Linked DNA regions of Mus musculus: region 2 is linked to region 1. The links are chromatin contacts, called in public Hi-C maps. All regions are on one chromosome and are shown on one strand. Each heading gives the region's core, a stretch centred on a gene start, on an enhancer-like site or on the middle of the called end of the contact. The rest is flanking DNA. Distances are from core to core; before and after follow the strand shown.

Region 1 (5,211 bases), core at 1,300-3,799:
CATTAAGTCTCAACTTGCACAGGGAGGGGAAAAAAAAGATGCTAACCCAGATATTAGGTAGGCATTACTCATCTCTGAACAATAGTTCTGGGTCCTTTCTAGTATTTGTACAGAAGAATATACTCACATGGCAGACTTTAAAACAAAAATTTCACATTCACTGTAGCAGTTATAAAAATGCTACTATAGAATATCCTTGTCCTTTCAAGATGTGATTTAGGCAGTGACTTAAAAAAATTAAGGTGCGTGGAGCATAAGAGAAAGACAAGTATGGCAAAATGTTCTCTCTCCCTCTCCCTCTCTCTCGTTAACTTGTAATTTACGTTAAGCCTAGTAAGATGTTAACAGCAATAAAAACTAGCAATATACTGGAAAGGGACATTATTAGCTTCCCTATCCTGAGGTATCAAGTTTAAGAATGGCCAGCAACACAGGTCTTCAGTTTACAGATCCATACAAAAGTTTTCAGTCTCTATAAATTTCCCAGTCCAGTTCCTCCCCCCAAAATCTACTATCTTTCTATCTTCCTTTCTATCTTTTTAGTTCTGCCTCTCTAGAGCACCCAGTCGGGACATGCCATGACAGGTATCTATGGGACTATAGTCAGATCCAACAGTTTCAGGTTGGAAAAAAAAAAAGTCCCCTATGCTTTGCTTATATACCCCACTTCTCTGCAATCTCGTGGCAACCACTGGCCTTTCATAACTTTTTCTCACTGAGGACGTCATCTTTGAAGTCATACACTGTAACTTAGTTTTTTAAGATTGATTTTTTTTTTCTTAGAAAACACAAGAACACACCAAATTCTTTTTTTTTTTAATTCTATAATTGATTTTAGTGCTAGGTAGTAGTCCATTGTGGTAGATTTACTAGAGCTATTGAAATGTAACTTATTTGCTTTCAAGTTTTGGCAATTATGAAAAGCTGCTGCAAAAGTTAAATACAGTAATGGGAGAGATGGCTCAGTAGTTGTTCTTGCAGAGGACCTGGGTCTTGGCACTCATATGGTGACTCACAACTATCCATAACTCCAATTCCAAGAGATCCCATGCCCTCTTCTGACCTCCATGGACGCCAGGCATGCAAGTGGTGCACAAACGTGCAATCAAAGCACTCAGACATATCAAATAAACCTTTAAATTTTTCAGATACAGGAGCTGGAAGTGTGAGTCAGCTGTTAAAAGCACATACTGCTCTTGCAGAGGACCCCAAGTTTGGTTCCCAGACTCACACCAGACAGTTCACCTGTAAACTCTAACTTCAGGGGACCTGATACCTTTCTGTGGCCTCTAGGAGAATCTGCACTCTATTATATACACACTCGTAAATAAAACAAACAAAAAACTTAAGGAAAAACAATGTACAGGAACCTGAAGAAGATAGCTCATGGTTCCTTCAGCAAAGTGCTTTCCATGGCAACATATGGATCTGAGTTCAATCCCCAGCACTCATACAGAAACAAACAAACAAAACTGGCCATGGAGACACCCCTGGTGCCTCTTGCCTTGGCCAGACAGCTTAGTCCATTCCACAAGCAAAAGGTAAAAGTAATACCTTGTATGGAAAAGAAAAAGATGCATTGTAAGAAGGAGCTAACTGGAGGTGGGCTCCTGGCCTCCCATATGTGGAGTTTTATACACACACACACACACACACACACACACCCAATCCCACCCGGAAAGAACTCCAAACAAACAAACAAACAAAAAACCCAACTTAAGTACATGTGTTTATACACTAGATGTATGTTCATTTGGGTACATACCTGTATGTGAAACTGATAAATCATACAGTAACCATAAAGGTTTTGCATTCTTTGCAGGAATGTATGTGATTTTCAGTTAGTGTACGTTTTTGTTAACATCGGTGAATGTTTGGGATTTGGGGGCATTTTATGTGTACTCTACATCAAAGTTGAGTTCCCCTAATGTCCTTTGACATTGAGCATCTTTTTAATGCTTATTTGTATGGTGAGGTATCTGGTAAAATGGCTGTGAATTTTCTTAAAGTGGTCGTGTGTATGGTTTAATAAGACTCCTTTATCGTGTCTTTTGTGGCCCTCTCTCTGTCTTGTCATATTTATCTTTTGACAATAAGGGATCACTGGACTATCGTGCAACTTTCTTCTTAATGACACCTGCAGCAACACAGTTTCTGCTTGGGGTTTCAACTACTATTTTCGAGGGCTACAAATTAATCACGTTTCTTCCTCGACAGGCTGCTGTGGTGGACGAACGATAATTTACCAGTGGTTCTGTCACCGTGTCACCTCTGAACCCACAAAGCTTGCAAAGGCCACTGTCGCACACAGCGCTATCTAGCGGGCCAAGCGGTCTCCGCCCTGACATATAGCAGCTATGACCGCCGTATTATTTTTTTTAAGGGCTCTCTCAGAACTCGCTCAGAAAGCAAGGCAAAAGTGCCATTCCTTCCGCCCGCGGGCCTCCGGGATGGTCGTGCTGCGAACCTGGCATGCTCAGTAGAGCTCAATGCCCAGCTGGGAGGCTGGCGCTCGCCCGTGCACACAGCCCCGGGGCGTGAGCAGAGGCGGAGACAGGGGCGGCCGCAGCCTAGCACCACCCCAGTAGTCCTTAGAGGAGGACCAGCGGCCCCCGGAACGGCCTCGGGAGCGCGGGTGTCGGTGCCGCTCACCTCCCGGGAGTCCAGCGGCGGTGCGGACCCGCGGAGGTGCGAGCTGGACGCGGCGGGAGGCGGCAGGCTGTGGGGGACCTGCGAGTGGCTGGGCGCCACTTCAGCACCGAACTCCGACCGGTCCTCGTCAGGGCCCAGGGCCGTCCCGGCCGGGCAGCCACGGCGAGGCGCCGCTCCTGACGTCCACCGCCCGTCCTTCCTCACCTAGGCCGGGGTACTTGGCCGCGGGAAGGCCTCTGAGGTAAGTCAGCGCGGGGGTCGAGGCCAGGGGCGCCGCCGCTAGTTTCCTCAGAAGCTGGTTTCCCGGAAGGGGCGGAGGCCGCGCGATTTCTGCGCGTGGACCGGAGGGCGGGGCTCGTTGTTTCCGGAAGCCGGGTGGCGGGCGGGACTTCAAACGTTCCCGGAAATCGAAAAGCGCGGAACTTGCTGTCATCTAGCGGGAGGTTGGACTCTTCTTGAGGTCGTTTTAGCTCAAGTCGAGACTGAAGGTGCGCCGTAGCCATGGTTACAGAGTGACTATGGAACGATTATTTTGGTAGGAATGACAGCTTCTTGAAGCTTTAGGACCCCAACAAGACTACCTAAATGTAACCTATCAACCCTGGACCTACCAGCTCTTTAAAAGGGTCTATTCCTGTTGTCTTGGGGCAGCAGGTGGCAGAGCAGTCGGTAGCTTTCATCGTTATTTTTGAGGTGAGCTGGCAAATCAGGAGTGATCTACGACCTCAACGAGAGACCAGTGTCAAACATCCAAGGCTTCTCTGGTCCTCAGTAGCATTTGCATTTATGGGTTGCTGCAGACCTTTTCTGAGTTGTGAAAAAGATAAGCCACATCCTCCTCACCTAAGCGTTGGACAGAGCCCACTGAGGATGGATGGTGCAGCCCAGGGTGACTCATTCTTTGTGTCTTGCAGATCATTTGATTTTCTTGCTCTTTTACTTTGTGCAAAGAGTTGAAGCTGTTTTAATCAAGAAATTCCACAAAAGACCTTTAGGAAAGTATTCTTTCTTAACACATGAAGACTCGATGGTAGAGTGAACTTTGGGATGCAATGACTTAATTGTGTAATTCTGTAGCCCCTGGAAAGATACTACTAAGGCTTGTGAGAAAGGTGAACTATCACAGCTGTATTGTATGTAGAAATATACTAGTCTTATTGAAAATGAAATTTGGGATGTTTTGTTTGTATGACTGACAAAAACAGTAGTAACAATTCTTAACTTTAATTTCCATTTTTCTCATTCTTTGCTACTTTGAGCCTTACACATAATGTTAAGCTTTCAAGATTGTAATAAGATATGTGCCCAAGGTAACAACTTACAAACTGGGCACAGTACTATTACACCTTAGTTAATGTCTCCTTAATATCTCCAGTAGGATCTGGAATTTGAAGCAAATATATAGTTTCCCACACATCGGTAGGATATCATTCTGGCAGATGTGTCTTACTATAAAAACATGGATATAATACTAAGTTTTTTTTAAATTTAATCTGTACATCCCCATGTTTTTAAAATGTAGAATATTCAATTAATCTGGGTAAGTCCATATGATTTTATATGTTTGTTTGTTTGTTTGTTTATTGTTTTTGAGACTGGGTCTCTTTGTGTAGCCTTTGCTATCCTGAAGCTAGCTATGTAGAAGGCCAGGCTGGCCTTGAATTCCCAGAGATCTACCTGCCTCTGTCTTCCTGGTGTCCGGATGGAAGGCATGTGTCACTATGCCTGGAATACCATGGCACACTATGCCTGGCAACAATTTCGTCTTTGCATTGGGGGTTTTCAAAAGAAAATTATTAGTTGCCTTTCTAGAAAAAAATATTAAAGAACTGAGAGTGAAAGCCTGAGAGAAGGGGTAAGGTGAATTCAATTCGGGTGAATCATTTAACCTCAACTTGTAATTTCTTTATTTGTAAATTGAAAATAGTCTTGATAAATTAATTCACAGACCACAATGTGCTGATGTGTTTGATCATACTTTGTTAAATTTTATTCCACCTTGTCTTTTGTTGGTGGTTTGATTCCTTGTTCAATGCCCTTTTGTGAAACAAGCACAGGCTGTTTTAATTAAAGAACCTTGGATGCAGCGAGCCACTGATATGTCACTTACCTGAGTAAAATCAGAATTCTTCTAAGAAGGAAGTAGGGCACAGCTAGCAGTTGACATTCTTTGTCCTCCTGCTCTTATTATACAAGATAGTCACTGAAAATTTAAGTGAAAATTAGTTGGGTTTTAAAAGGAGTGCAGCCATTAAAAGGGATATGTACACACGAATATACAACTTTTTTTTCTAAAACAAGGTCTCGCTATATAGCCCTGACTGGTCTGGAACTCACTAAGTAAGCGTGAACTTAAACAGTATTATATGTAAATATAATGTAGACTTATTTTGCCAGTGTTCATTTTGAAATTTCTGATTCATTTCAGTGGAAAAAAATTAACTTTCCTGTGGTTCTGACTTAATAATCATTTATCTCAAAACATTAGCAAATTCCATTGAGACATGACATTAGTTAAAGTTAGTTATCACTTACTATAACAGGTAAATATGACTTAGT
Region 2 (5,211 bases), core at 1,344-3,843, 2.1 Mb after region 1:
TTTATCTTGCTGCCCAAAGGACCTTACCTAATCCTCAGAACTCCAAGAATGAAATCTGGGTTCCACAGCAGAGACTATATACCCTGGTATATGTGGCCCTTTCCACCTTCTTGTTGCAGACTTAGTTTCTCTAGTGCTTAGTTTCGATTCATGAAAAATAGTCCATCACAAAGAAGTGCTCAATGGGTACTTAGTGAATGACTGTGTTGGATTGACAATGGAGGGACAGGGCTATATTTGAATTCTATAGGGTATTTGTAAAGGCAGTCTTATTTTATATGACGCTAGTTTTATTTCATGGGACATAATGCTGGCAGGGTTCACAGGGTTTCGATACATGGTATCTGGAAAAGGAGAGCACCTGATTCCTGTGGAAATTACATCTGTGTGAGGCACAGACTACTCTCTGCGTGCGTGTCAGCACACAGCTGCTTGTGTTGAAGCTCAGTCTCAATTTTCTGTGAGGCACAGCCTACCTTTCTGTATTGGCTCTTAAGTCACTTCCAGATGGAAGTTTAGGACGAAAAGGCCCCTAAGAGGCTGTGTAGTCCAGTGAATTAGTTTCATCACCAAGAAAACTAAGTCCTTGAGGCCCAGTAACTCTAAAGCTGCATATTCTGTTAGGGTTGCTATCAGTGTTTTACAGAACTTGTTTCCAGTTGGGCCCCCCAGTGTGAACCTCTGCTTAGTCTCTGTTTATTCAGTCCATTTTTATTCTTGAGACAGACATCTTCTAGACTGCAAGGAACACTCCAAGCATTTACTTCCATGTTTCCTGTCTTCCATCAATAGTAAGTAATAACAGGTATTTGTGGAAACTCCTACCAGGAGGTTTAGTGTTTATGCCCCCTCTCCTCCAAAGCCAATGTCATCACATAAAATCAAAACCTATGTTCGGCTGGGTATGAGCTCACTTGTCCAACCCATGTGCTATTCTCAGTTGACACGACAACTATTATTTTCTCAGCAGGTTTCTGAAATATGAATTACTGCTGGGAAAGTTGGTGCATCTGTTCACAGACTAAAGTAGTGCATAGCCGGACGGGTAGCTCAATCCCTAGAGAAGGGTGCACCTAGAACCAGGTCTGTTTCAGGAGTTAACTGCCAAGACACCCAGCCCATGCCTGGGCAGCTGTGAAGGACAGCTTGTTAAGTACTTGAAAGACTTGGGAAATAAATGAAAATAAGCAAACTGTCTGGAGAAAATGAGCTGGTTTCATCAGATTCTTATTCTTAGATTCAATCTCAAAGGATTCAGGTAATTAATCAATAAGACACCAAATATCAGAAAAACCCTAAAACTCTACAGAAATGTTGGGTCAGAAGTTTCAAAGAAGCAGAAACTGTGAAGGTGGAGGTTCTGAGGTAGAGTTTTGTGTGTGTGTGTGTGTGTGTGTTGTTTTGGTTTTTTTGAGACTGGGTTTCTCTGTGTAGTTCATGGTGGCCTCGATTTCAGCGCTCTGGCTGCCTGTGCCTTCCCAGTGCTGGGGTTAAAGGTGTGCACCACTACCATGTGGCAAGGAAGTATAAGGGACTCATACAAGTAGGGGAATAGGCCAAGCAAGGAAAGAAATGGGGCAGAGTTAAAAATGTAAGTTTTAGTGCATTTAAGTGAGGTGCACGCATAGTAACTCATTAACATACATTTTATAACTTAAAATAAATTTAAGTTTTAAATGTTTTTGAAGAATTGATGCTCCTGTCCTCTTGTTATAGGTCCTAGACTCTAGGATCTAGCAGTAAGATTTCAGTTTGGCGAGGCTGGATAAACTAAGAATTCAGTTTTTAAAGGCTTAGCAACTCATTTTACCTTTAACATGAATATGTAGCCCCTCTCCACCATCCTTTAGTAAGAACGTATCTGATACTTGGAACCAACGTCACGAATTAAAACACTAGTGAAATGAAAGGGGGCCCTAGAGCAAGCCTTCAGTTTTGTGTCCACGTGGTCTAGACTGCCTGCTTCCACTCTTGTAATCTCAAGGCAAGATATAGGTATGCCCTAAGTTTCCTTGTCCTAGCTTCTCACTGGTAGCTTCGCGTTCATCACTTTGTACCGCAGAAACAGGACACTGTTTAATGGTCCTAAAGCCCCTATGTGGGTGTCAGTTCAGGGAAGGTATCCCAGCATTTGAAGGGCAAGTCCTTGGCTCCTCCCCTCCAGGGCTCTGAGGGTCACACCTGGGGGTGGACAGTTGCACGTGCGCGTCATGGGAGTGGAGCCTGTCACTTTCACAGGTTGTGGCCGCCTGATCCGCGACCCCCGCAGACAGAGCTGGGCACCCGATTCCCGGCCCTCCCCCCGGGTCACCTGTAATTGTAGGCGCTGAAATGCTTGCTCTCTCTCATCATCGCCCGGTACAGATCTAAAACTTGTGCGCGGCTGGAGGCTGCCATGTTGAAAATAAACAAAAACAAACAAACCAAAAAACACCCTAACAACAAAACCAAACAGGTCCTTCTTCGTAGAAGCCCCAAGTTTAACTGAACCCAAATGTCAAACGATGCAAAAAAAAAAAAAAAAAAAAAAAAGCACGCTGGAAGGCAGGAGAAGAGAGGCTCCGCCTGGCTCGCGCGCGGCCTGGCTCGCGTCCTGCGCGAGAGGTGGCGCCGCAGGCAGGGCGGCGGGCAGCTAAGGGGTGGCGCCCGTGTCCTGGAGGCTCCGCGTTCCTCACAGGCTCCTCGGGCGGCAGGAGGCCGAGCCGTCCAGCCCCAGGCTCGCTCCTCGGGAGGACAGTCGCGGGCTCGAACACCAGGGCTCAAAGCCTCCTCCGCCTTTCGAACCGCCCGGGGGCGTGGCCGAGATCCCGGTGTCTCCTGACACCACGCCCCCTACACCTGCCTAGGCCCCGTTGCCTGGGTTACGAGCCGCGCTCCCCAGCCCTGCCCCTGCCCGGCTCGGCTGTCTTTGGCGCTGCCTGACCTGCTGTGCACGAAAACGAGGGTGACTTTGCTTTGGATCCGTCTGGTTGGCAGCCTGAGTTTATCAGTGTCATCGTGACTGGGGGACGCAGCGCCAGTGGTGCGGAGGTAACTAGCTGGCGACTTCCTGGCGCACCGGCTTGTCTTTGGGCGAGCGGCTCAAGGGACCTAGGGCCCTGGCCTCTTCCCGTCAAGATGGCGGCGCCCAGCGCGCCCAGCGTCTCGGTAGCCAGAGGTTAAGCTCAGTGACGGCGGAGTGAGTGTGTGGCCGCTTTGCGGACTTCGAAACGCCCGCGTTTGGTTTCCCCGGCGTACGCTGGGTGAGTGCTGGCCTTGCTGCAGAGTAGAGGTGTCAGGTCGCCGACTGTTATGCACTTTGCATTCGGCTGTGACTTCCATTTCCGGGATCTTCACTAAGGGGCTACACTATTTTTTGTTTGTTTACTATTTTTTCTTTCTTTTCTTTTCTGTTTTTTTTTTTTTTTCTTTCCTGTTTTTGAGACGGGGTCTCGTTTTGTAGTCCAGACTGCCCTTGAGCTCCTGGTCACAGATTTCCCGGTGCTGGGATTAAAAGTGTGGGATGCACTACTGTTTTTGTTAAGAGCACGGTTTTGTAGTGCGTAAACATAAATAAACAAACAAGCACATAAATAAATTAGATGTCATGATTAATAAGGGAACCCTTAGGACTTTAGGGGATTTCCTAGACATCATTTCAGACCCAAGGCAAAAAGAGGGTTTTTCTCAGCTTTTAGCTATCACGGACCAGCTTACTAAAGTACTTAAGTTTTTGGGTTGTTCCTTGATCTTAGGACTGTGCGAAGAGAAGCTTCGAATAATTCTGGTTCTTGTGTTTGGAACTCACTCGTTAGTTTTGGAATATTGTTTTATATTAAGATGGTGCAACAAGCCACTACCTGCAAATTCTCTGTCCCTAAATACAGCAAAGAGTCATTTTAACGATAAGACGGAAGTCAATTTACCATGCCTTATCATTTGTTTTGGTGTATCAAGCTTTCATTCTCTATTCGAAACAATCTGTGTTTTTCTGGATCACATGTTTGCAACTTGTTGTCCTTGAATCTAAGTATACCTACTCGTCTTGATGTAGTGGCAATCAAAGGTATTGACGATACAGTGCTTTTATAAAAACACTCTTAAGCCCCTGTTTGATTTTTGTCTTAGTCAAAATAGATTTTTAAATTTCAAATTTAATTTTTAAATAAATGGAACAGAACTTGCCTTTTGTTCCCTTTCTGTTTGTTTGATCAGGTCACTGACTCAAGTTTAATGGGATCCATTAATATTTTGAGTTTTACTTGCAACTTTCTAAATGGCTGACATCTGTAAAGTAGGTTTTCCCCTTGTTGCAGAGTCAGAACAGAGCTGTGGTCTCTTGAGGTAATAGAATATTGATTGCTATTGATAATAATGCCCCAGGAAAACCTACACATTAAAAGTTACAGGTAGACAAAATTACCAGAATGAGAAGGAAAAACGTTTTAAATTACTTTGATTTGTCATAAAAGAGTGGGGAATATGTTTTAAATGTATTTTACTTTCATCTTGAAAGTGAAATTAGGATAATTACTGTATGCAGTTGATGCCTAATTACAAAGGAGTTAATTACTAATGTGTACAGTAATGTATCGACCTGGCTTATCTTTGTGTGATCAAATGCAGCTCATAGAATATGCAGAGTTAAAATAGTTTGGGCAGTAGCTTTTTCAGTTAAAGAGCAGTTGAGATTAGGAAACTGATAGCTTCTTAGTGTTGGGGAAAATTAGTCAGGCTATGGATTTGGACTTTGTACTAGCAATGAACACAATCGACTAATCTAATGTAGAGTTAAATCACAGTAATTAAACATTTTTCAAGAGGTCCTATAACCATTTCAATAGCCAACTTGTAAGCTATTGAGTAGATGATTATGTTGCTGCCAATGACATTTTCTGTAAAGGCTTCCGGATCACATTGTTGTGAGGATTCTAGCATCTACTTTGTTTGGTTTTGGATTTGCTGCTTGATTCTCATGCCATTTTGTTTTTCCTTTGTTCAAATCAATTGCTGTAACATGGCATTAGTTAATGCTATTCCAAGTCTCTCCCCCTGCCCCCTTTCTTTTCTTTCTTGGCTGTTTTGGTGCTTGCTCTGTAGATCAGGCTGGCCTTGACCTGAGAGGTCCACCTGCTCCTGCCTCCTGGTGGCGTTCCCCTGTCCCTGGATGTTGCCAGGGTAGAGAAACATTGAGCCCTGAGAATTAGGGCCTGTTAAGGTGGAGGTTGTGTT

The links. Hi-C and Micro-C count contacts between places; a contact is called where the count stands out from the background.
Region 2: a Hi-C map of CD4 T cells shows a contact between it and region 1, with 5 times the contacts expected there. The contact joins the promoter of Lyrm4 here to the promoter of Ripk1 in region 1. A contact is called at or near these places in 1 of 39 promoter capture datasets (pre-B cells) and 1 of 484 Hi-C or Micro-C datasets (CD4 T cells).

The regions. Positions count from the first base shown.
Region 1 is chr13:33,999,814-34,005,024 of GRCm38.p6, forward strand. It overlaps Ripk1 (receptor (TNFRSF)-interacting serine-threonine kinase 1), which reads left to right and starts at 2,550. Exons shown (of 11, transcript NM_001359997.1): 1 at 2,550-2,893. It also overlaps a transcript of Serpinb6a not described here.
Region 2 is chr13:36,114,764-36,119,974 of GRCm38.p6, forward strand. Lyrm4 (LYR motif containing 4) reads right to left here and starts at 2,594. Exons shown (of 3, transcript NM_201358.2): 1 at 2,312-2,594. The coding sequence starts at 2,397. Fars2 (phenylalanine-tRNA synthetase 2 (mitochondrial)) reads left to right here and starts at 2,880. Exons shown (of 7, transcript NM_024274.3): 1 at 2,880-3,242.